2 separate regions of the Bicyclus anynana genome follow, and region 2 is linked to region 1. The links are chromatin contacts, called in public Hi-C maps. All regions are on one chromosome and are shown on one strand. Each heading gives the region's core, a stretch centred on a gene start, on an enhancer-like site or on the middle of the called end of the contact. The rest is flanking DNA. Distances are from core to core; before and after follow the strand shown.

What was found. A called contact is a pair of places that touch in the nucleus more often than the background predicts.
Region 2: a Hi-C map of whole body shows a contact between it and region 1, with 3 times the contacts expected there. The contact joins the promoter of LOC112047665 here to the enhancer-like site in region 1. A contact is called at or near these places in 2 of 2 Hi-C or Micro-C datasets (whole body and whole larva).

What each region holds. Positions count from the first base shown.
Region 1 is chr20:12,395,748-12,400,833 of ilBicAnyn1.1, reverse strand. LOC112047665 (zinc finger SWIM domain-containing protein 4) reads left to right here. Exons shown (of 22, transcript XM_052887670.1): 2 at 4,951-5,044. Among protein-coding and RNA genes, the nearest start is that of LOC112047666, 24 kb to the right of the region's middle. Within about 2 kb of position 1,358, at least 8 of the 8 cell types and tissues checked have open chromatin away from gene starts, as enhancers often do.
Region 2 is chr20:12,472,593-12,477,466 of ilBicAnyn1.1, reverse strand. LOC112047665 (zinc finger SWIM domain-containing protein 4) reads left to right here and starts at 1,289. Exons shown (of 22, transcript XM_052887670.1): 1 at 1,289-1,630. The coding sequence starts at 1,333.

The sequences.
Region 1 (5,086 bases), core at 109-2,608:
AAAATGCGGCCATCTGCTTGTTAAATTTTAAACAAAAATAAACAAACACACTGCGGGATTCGATAATGTTATTCCGTTCCTGTGGAGCCGATAGTAATCCAATATTTGCCGAATCCATTATTAAAACACACCGAGCCCGCATCCAATTACTATTCGCGTCAAAAAACTCACCCGCCCGCGCAACTAGTTTAGGGAGATTAAAAATTCACTGTGCTACGCGTATAGGACTAGAACTCTATCGCTAGTTCCATAATGTGGCCTTCACACGTACAGTTTACCGTCAGTTTGAATTGCGGATCAAACCGACGTGTTTTAAGGTACAAGAGTTGAACGTTAAAAGTTTTTTTGTGATTAACTCGCCATTAGCAGTAAGAAAATCTATTTTCTTGCTGCTAATGAATTGCTTGATTTCTGTTACTGATTTTTTTTTCGCAAAGACATGTATGCTCACAGAACAAACCTGGAAAATTAAGACAAATAACCACCTTTCTTAGCTACAGTTTCGACTCGCTAAATCGTCTAATAGTATAAAGTCTTTGGTGTATGTTCTGTAATTAATGGATAAAACGCAAATGGTAAATATACCACCTAATTATCTACAACTAATTTGAATAGTTTTTGAAAAATCCATAGCAACTTTGTAACTACAAAGATTAGACACAAGTTTTATACCAATTTACAAACCTCAATAAGTGTACAAGTTTTTAAAATAATAGTACACTTCAGTTCCATACATTTTTTTACAGGACAATTTTTTTTTAATCGGGTCATCTGTAAATAAAATGTAATGCACTCAAAGCTTCTTCTACAAAACAAATAAAATATTATTTTAAAAAATAGTATCATATTGGTAAAATTATTCCATAGTGTTTAACAAAAATCAGATCTTTAATAACTTAATTACGGCAGCCTTGAAAAAACTAATTCAAGATAGAAAAAAATTAATAATCCGAAAAAATCTATAATTAGGTCACCCTAGAGATTTTTTGAAAACTATTCAAATTAGTTTTCGATAACTAGGTGTATCTACCATTTGCGTTTTATTCATTAATTACGGGACATCCTGTATATGGATTTGAGTATTCCCTTTTAGTTTATACGATCTCTACCAAACGTAAAGCAGAACCTATGCAAGTAATAATGCCTTGGGTACCTACATATACAGCTGTAAAAGCAACTAATCAAAGCATTATCGTCGATTGAATCTCGTCGATCCGCATCAACTGTGAACCATCACGATTTGACATACCCCTTGCTTTAAACCATTCCCACCCTTACGCCCTTCATCATAGAGTTCATTTATAAAACACATTACACTGCAGCGTATTGTGGTTCTACGTTAATCTATTTTCAACTTTGTGCAGTTACACGTACGGTTTATTTTGCAATGTTTATGTACCGTGTATGATCAGCTGCATTGGACGTGCCTGGGCCGATAACGAATTGGAAATGGGATTTTGTTATTAGACGATAACGATACGACTGCGATACGATATTATGCTATTGTATGTTTTGTTGCATTGCATTTGCATTGAAGTAACGTAGTGGGATTAAGAAGAGCATGATGTCGTGTAGAAACCGAAAGGATTTTCATCCATCTCCTAACCCGTTAGTCCATCTTCCATCTTAAGTCAACCACTGACGATGCTGCTTGACAGCCGATAGCTCTCCTCTCCTGTAACTTTCTCCTCCTCACCTGACCTTTTAGTTGTCCGTTAAAATAGGCTGATAATTATGATGAAACCTACTACTTAGAGTCTACTGCTACTAGTAGGTTTCATCATCATTTGTATCATCAGACAGTCTAGATACTAGACTATCTTTAATTCAATTTACTAGGTAATAACTATATTACCTAGTAAAAAAATTAATCAAACAAGCATTAGAAAAAGATTTGTACATTTATATGTAATTAATAAACTCAAAAACTACTAGACTGATTAAAAAAAATCTTTTAGTAATATAGAGCTATATTGTCAGTGAATAATAAAGTATGTTTCATCCCTGTATTCTCATGGGAATGGGAACTACGCGGGTGAAAGCACGAGGTTCTGCAAGTCTACAATACATTCTGTAACAGAAGCGCATTGGCAACACCGATTACTATAACACAATTCTATTCAAATCGTCCCATTGTAATAACAACGCTATTCAAATTGAATGATAAGAGTAAAAAACTGTAAATTTTTAATAGAATTTACAGAAGTAATGGTTAGGTACTTTTTACAGTTAGTCAATTAACAAAACAGTGTCATCATTCTTTTACGATTACGACATTAAACGTCGTAGGGTGTAAAAACAACGTAACGCTGTAGTAACGCGGTCGCGTTTTTTACTTTTTTTTTTCTCTTTTTTCTCATCAAAAAAACTTCTTTTTCTCGAGTGCCAATACGTTTCCATCTCCACGGAACTCAATGAGCACTAAATTGAGTTTCGATCGTGATTTCCTGCGATTTCTAACTGACTGATTTACTTTTATTCGAAATAGCGATTGCAAAGGAGTTAAATCAGTCGTGAGGTAATTCTTTACAAATTGGTAGGTTAGTTGTATTTTTTTTTAAATTTAGTACAATGAAACGGTTTACATTTGAAATATGTAATGAAATTCGTCTGGGGCTAACCACGAACTTTAAAAAAAACCATCAAGTATCCATTTTATTTAAGGGCGTAAATAATGTTACCTTAATGTACGAATTGAGTGAATGAAATGGTCGATGATGTCCAAGATCGCTATACGAAACAAACCTAACTAATAAATGTAGAAACATTATGGAATCGCTACGTATTTAAGAGCTTGTGGTAAGGCACACAGAACATAATTAGTATCTTATAATAGCCACCCACCATCCAATAAGCCCAAATGCCTGCAGCGCTATCGGCTTGACATCCGATACAATTGCTCACAATCTGCATGACGTCATGCACCGACCAACACATGATCAGCTTTATCGGATGTCAAGCCGTTAACGCTGCAGGCATGTGAGCTTAACGGATGGTGGATGGCTAGCATTATAAGCTGCAGTGGTTCTGACTTTGGTGGTTGAATATCGATTCGTTAACAATATTTTACTATTTATTCGGTAATCATCAAACGGAATCACCAGTACTACTAACAACCAATAATCGGCTCACTTTTGAGCTCGAGTCTCCTGTCAGACAGAGTGGGGTTATGCTAATAGTCTACCACGCTGGCCGAATGCAGATTGACAGACATCACACACATAGAGAACTAATTTCTCACGCTGTTTTACCTTATCATTACGTATACTCGTCATCATCATCATCATCATCATATCAGCCGATGGACGTCCACTGCAGGACATAGGCCTTTTGTAGGGACTTCCAAACATCACGATACTGGGCCACCTGCATCCAGCGAATCCCTGCGACTCGCTTGATGTCGTCAGTCCACCTGGTGGGGGGGTCGGCCAACACTGCGCTTACTAGTGCGGGATCGCCATTCCAGCACTTTGGGACCCCAACGTCCATCGGCTCTTCGAACTATGTGCCCCGCCCATTGCCACTTCAGCTTCGCAACTCGTTGAGCTATGTCGATGAATTTGCGTTCTTCTGCGGATTTCCACAATTCTGATTCGATCACGAAGATATACTCCTAACATAGCTCGTTATTCGTATACTCGTAATTATTATAAAATCGTAAACGAATCGTATCTGTACTCAATTTGGCGTGCATTTCATAGAAGTGAACCTGAAGACGAACGAGAGAGGATTTTCCATTTTGTACAATTGTACGTTAAGTGAACACCGACTACCGTAGTTGAAAGCCTTGTGCAAGCCCCTGGTCCTCACGTGGTAAATATAGACCGCCGTGTGCTTCAACCATTCGCAAAGCATTCAAAAACAGGATACACGAGCGATTACCTGGCCGCCATAATTTTTAGCGTGGCTCGTTAAAATTCTATTATCGACGGCCATTTTGTAAACTGGCCATGATTTTAATGGCGTATTTACAAAATATCCAATCATAACTGAATTCCTGTTATTACTAATTTTAGTTTTTAGATTTGTTTACGTTATTTTACTCTTTGGTTTTGGGCAAAATCTCTTCTTAATGAATTGCACAATTCCTTATCGCTATACGTTGGGCAAAGGAGCATTCAGCATTCACATTTGATTTATTTTGATCAATCTATCAATCAATTTATTTATTTGCAGAAACATGCAAATAAATAAATAAATTGATATATATGCAGGTGGTCGGTAGATGTAGATGGTAAAGGTAATGATCGGACGTAGGTATCTAGTAATTTAGTTTCTATTCACGTTGCATGAGATCTTCAGATTTATTTGGTTTCGTCAAAGAAAATTCGGCTAGGTACTACGACTTTAGCCTCAGGTTGACATTCTGTGTTTTTTATACCCATACCAGAAGTGACTAACACAAACATCGCTTACGGGTTAGATAGGGATGGTGTATTGTCTTAATGCCGCAGTAGCCCTGTCTACACATTGTTCTAATCTTTGACTCCCACTTAAAAGGGAGGACGAGTGACATGGTATGCGTCAAGACGGCATGGTATTTAACGACCTCCGTTGCGCAGTGGTATACGCGGTGGATTTACAATTCGGAGGTCATGGGTTCAATCCCTGGCTGGACCGACTATTTGAGGTCTGGTGGTAGGCCTTCGGCCGTGGCTATAGTTACCACCCTACCGGCAAAGACGTACCGCCAAGCGATTTAGCGATCCGTCACGGTACGATGTCGCGAAGAAACCGAAAGGGGTGACCATTATTATCAGCCTATTTTGACGGACAACTAAAAGGTCAGGATTTTCATCCTCCTCCTAACAAGTTAGACTGTCCATTCATCTTAGATTACATCATCACTTACCATCGTGAGATTGTAGTCAAGGGCTAACTTGTAAAGTGGGTATGAAAAAAAGACGATTAATGTGACCACCAACTAATGGCAGTTTTGTATTGTTCCAGGTTTCCACCTGAGCGGGGTGGTGCGCGCGCCAGCTGCAGTTCCTCCCTGCTCCGAACCGGAGCGGCTGTACCGCGTCACCGTCTCCTTTGACAGGTAAGCCTTCCGTTCTGACGTAGACCAGTAATAGCCCAGGAT
Region 2 (4,874 bases), core at 40-2,539, 77 kb before region 1:
TTAAATCAAAATCAAAATCAAAAATTCATTTATTTCAAGTAGGCTCAGTATACAAGCACTTTTGATACGTCAGTTGACTAATTGTAAAGATTCTACCACCGGTTCGGAAGGCAGATTCTGCTGAGAAGAAACCGGCAAGAAACTCAACAGTTGCTCTTTTAAAAAAATCATACAATAATATTATAATTACAATTGATGACAACATTACAATTAGCATAACTCTTCGAATATTTTTCCACTAGCAAAACTAAGCTGAGCTCGAGTCCCCTCTCAGAATGTCAGGAGTTAGGCCAATAGTTCACCACACTGGCCCAATGCGGATGGGCAGACTACTGAGAGAGACTACTATTGAGAGGAGACTCGAGCTCAGCAGTGAGCCAAATATGAATTATGATCATGAAAACTAAGCTAAATATACAATTTTTTTTTTATATTGCTACCTACCTATGTATATAACGAGTATTTAAGTATATACCTACATTTGTAAATCTCTAATCCTTAAATAGTAAGAAGTAATAAACAATAAACAGCAAAGAAGCGCTGTTTACCTGCGTGATGCACTGGACAGCGCGCACTACCTGCTGAACAAACACCACCGCAATATTACATTAGCTCAAAAAAAATTATAAACAAATAAAGGTCATTGTACGTTCTTGACAATCCAGCCGCTGAAGCGCTGCATCGTCGAATCTCAGCTGTGCGTCGGCCACCTGACGTCGCGGTCCCCCTCCCCGCGCCGCCGCCGCCCGCCCCCCTTCGCCATCAGCTGTTAATGTAACCCCCACCCGCCTTTCCCCTTCGTTTGTGTAATGTGAGGAGGTAAGACCCGAATGGATTAGGATCCTGCTTTTTGTGCCATTATTTTTTATGTCAACTCGAAATGTATTGTGCCATTACAGTTTCTTACCTACTAGAGCTCGAAAGAGTATCATGATACGACGCATAAAATGAAATCAAACGGGAAGCAAATAACTAATACCAAGAAAAACATGAAATTATAAATGTATCACGCCGCGGTCATAATTTTCAGATAACTACCGTATGGTTATCTGCGAACGTCTGATCGGCATTAAGTTATAACGAACGATATGGAAAGGCGGTCGATTTTATGCGTAATTTCAGCATCGAAGAACAAAACAAAAATGTCAACTTTTAATAATATATCGCACATTATGCCTGCCAAATGAATAATTTATCGGAGTGTGTCGATTTAGGGCGCGCATCCCCGCGGGGGGCACTCCCCCGGGTGCGGGAGGGGCATCGCCGAGGGGCGAGGGGGCGGTGGGGCGGCCGCACGTCAGTCAGTCCGCGCCGAGCGGCCGAGCGAGCGTCATGTCGACGTGTGCGCCGCGCGCGTGCTGTCGGCCGCGCGCCCCGCCGACTCTTCTCGACATCACGGCGAAGATAGTCGCGTCCGCGATCCCCTTCCAGCGCATCGAGGAACGCTATGAGCGTATCCCGGAGCCGGTGCAGCGGCGCGTCGTGTACTGGTCGTTCCCGCGGGACGAGCGCGACATATGCATGTACTCGTCGCTGGCGCGCGCGCCGCCCGACGACCACCGCAGCCTCGCCTTCTGCCGCGGCCTCAAGCTGCTGGAAGCCGGCTGTGTGGAGAGCGTGCTGCAAGTCGGTGAGTGCCAGCGCGCACGCGCCTGTTTACTAATACGCGCCTCGCCCACCCGAGCCGTATAAATAAAAACCTCGACGTGTGCGATCGATACGGCTCCTAGCGGGAATTATTCATGCGTCGACCGAGATTAGGGCTCCGGAGGCGAGTTCCGCTGACCGCGAGCTCTAGCGATCGGCTCGATTACCTGCGGAACTCGTCGGAGCGGTCTGCCCTCTGCGGCGCAGGAAATCACGGCGAGCGTTTAATCGGAATTCATTAACTCGAGTGCTCTGTCTCGCGAATGCACCGGTTAACTTCCTCCGATCGGCGCGATTCGAAATTCGAATCTACTTTCACGACACGCTCGTGAAATTCGGCTACGATTACCATAACTGGATGTCCCGTTACGTAGGGAATTACACAACTGGATTCTGCCGGGCGCAGGCTCGGGCCCATTAGCTCACAGACGCAGTTGTTAATGTCCCCGCAGTGACTAACGGACGCGAATAAACAATATTAATTGCCGGTTTTATTTCCATAGGGTCAGGCCATGCCCGGCTTTAATGCGGCGGGCGTGGGAGGACCGCGTTACATATTCATTTGTGCTTATCTGGCATCAAGATGGCGATTACTGGTCATTTGTGGCCGTTTCGGGCGGCGGACGCCACATTTGGCCGTAACGTCGGCTCCGTAAGCCCCTAATGCGATAGGAGTTATGGAACACCGCAGTGTCTCGTTTTAGGCTGGCTATCTTCCAACCTCTCCAGATAGCGAATCAGATACGATCGTTCTACTTAACTTCGATAAACGTTACTTCGATTCCCACAGCCGTATATGATTCACAATCCACCATTAGAGCCCGCCCACTAGATGTAAACACGCTATGGACCGTGGGATTAATTAATATCCAGATATGCATATCAAAATGGATGACTTATCCGTATTATAAAATCAAACAAAATTTATTGATTTGTAGGAATTACTTACTTCATAGGATTATTGAGATTACAATAGTCTGAAGAAATCATAGAGGATTTAGTTAATTCCTCTGAGAAAGAAATCCCATTTTAAATAACAACAAAGGACAGAAATCAGTAAAACTTTTACAATAGTCACCATAAAGTCGTTTCTGCACCATCATAACTTAAAGGAACTATGATGTTGATGCATTCCTAACTGCATTGTTATATCTATATTGGTGGTGTTAAATAATTCTGTGGTAGAATAAGAAATATTTATTTAGAAACACTCAATTGCTTTACAATCGTAGAATCCTGGTTATAAAACTATATGGTAAGCGATATACTAGGGATAGGGACACTAGTAAAAAAACAAAAGAAGCCGCTGAGTGGTTTAATTTGGCTTTAAATAGTTTTTATGTTTGAATGTTATTATGCTTGCCAAAGTTAGTCTTTGAATGAGAGATCATAGATCTCGATATGGCCAAGACTAAGTTTGTCAGTCCATATCACCATAGTTGCTAGCACAGGTTAACGGGACTAGGGTTGCCAACCTTACTATAATATAAGTAATATAGAGTATTGTAGGTACTATACTCGAATGGATTGCGTACTACATGAAGAAATGTACGAGTATAGTACGCAAAAATACTATATTTTCAACACTGAAATCTAACAAACAAATCTTTTATTTTGAATCTGTTATACATTAGTTTTCGACAGATGCAATACCGTTTTATCGAGTTTTGTATTTTAAGCAAACGAATAAAACGAGCTTTTAGTTATCAATAATTTCAAAATTACATGTGAAAAAGCGTATAATAGGTATGACACTCTTATTTTAGCCAAAAATCTTGAAAAATGCAACAAATCCAAACAAATTTTAATGAAAATTAACATATTTTTGTTCACTTATTCTGTAATATAGTATATTTTCTTGAAGCGTAAGTACTATATTTTTTTAATAGCTAAATCTGAAATATATAATTTTTCTCAAAAAATGTTGACAACCCCAAACGAGACATGTACGGAGGTGTGAACTACGTACGGTCCAAACTTGACTTTGGAAGGCAGCAGATATATCAAGAATCCAGACAAGTGTAATATTTTTATACTTTAAATTGTAACAACCCGTAACCACGGCAGAGAGACCTAATCTATGTTTCTAGCAAAGGGTTGTCATAAAAATGAGTGTCAGGCGATTTAGGAGCATGATAACTCTTGATATCCCATCTCCTAATATCACATAAAAAGTGCGTTTTTTTACTTCAGTGACTTCCTTGAAGCGTTCAAAAACCACTGTCGAATAGGTATATGTATTAACAAAGAAGATCGTGGTTCATGATTTCCACGCGAAATCATAGGCATCCGCTAGTATATTATACTGTAAAGAAAATAATACCCACATAATTATAACACGATTAGAGCAGAGAGCGGTTATAGAACGAGTAAAGCCACATTCGTGGGCATGAATAAAAGAACAGGCCCCAACCGAAGGTACTTTGTAAAGAGCGATCGAAAATGAATCCAATATTTAAAACTCGACGATGCATGTAATAATTTATATGTATTTGTACCTTTGTTGTTAGGGTTGGCAATGATGCTAAGAATTACACAGTAATACTGCACGATTAAATTATTACAGTAATACTTCCCTTATAGAACGCCAATACCTCAACTGGCTCTATTTCTAATTTCTACTTTTAGGTAAATGTTATTTTTTTCAGTTGTTAGGGTTATAATAATTCTAAGATCAACACAGCAATGCTGCACGATTAAATCATGACGGTACTTGCCAGATGAACTCTATCACAAACAGCTCTACTACCCTTTCTCATGTATTAAATTACTTAATGCTGCAAAATGAAATTATTTTTCGCATTATGATGACGTCACGTGAGTGGTGCGCAACACGTCAGCCTAGCTGTGAAAGATTGACATTAAAAATTTTGATTAAAATCAATCATCGTAACGGAAAATTGGTGTTATGTTTTGTATGATTCATCAATCATCATAATCTTTGAGCCTGCTAGACACCCCCCCTCTCCCCTTCCCCCCACCCTCTGTCAAAAGTATAAATGATCACGATCTAACGTATTTATGCAAACTGCGTCTATGGAAGCGATGTTGTATTTTGTTTACCTTGTCTAACTCAAAAACAGACAGTTCTGTTGGTTTTTTTTAATTTGCGATACAAGTGCAAAGGTTGGGTCTGAGCTTTAAGTGTCTTCTAACTTTCTATTAATTTGGGAGCTGTAAACTTATAAAACCTTTTTTAAAACTGAGGGTTAAAAAAATTATCGTGC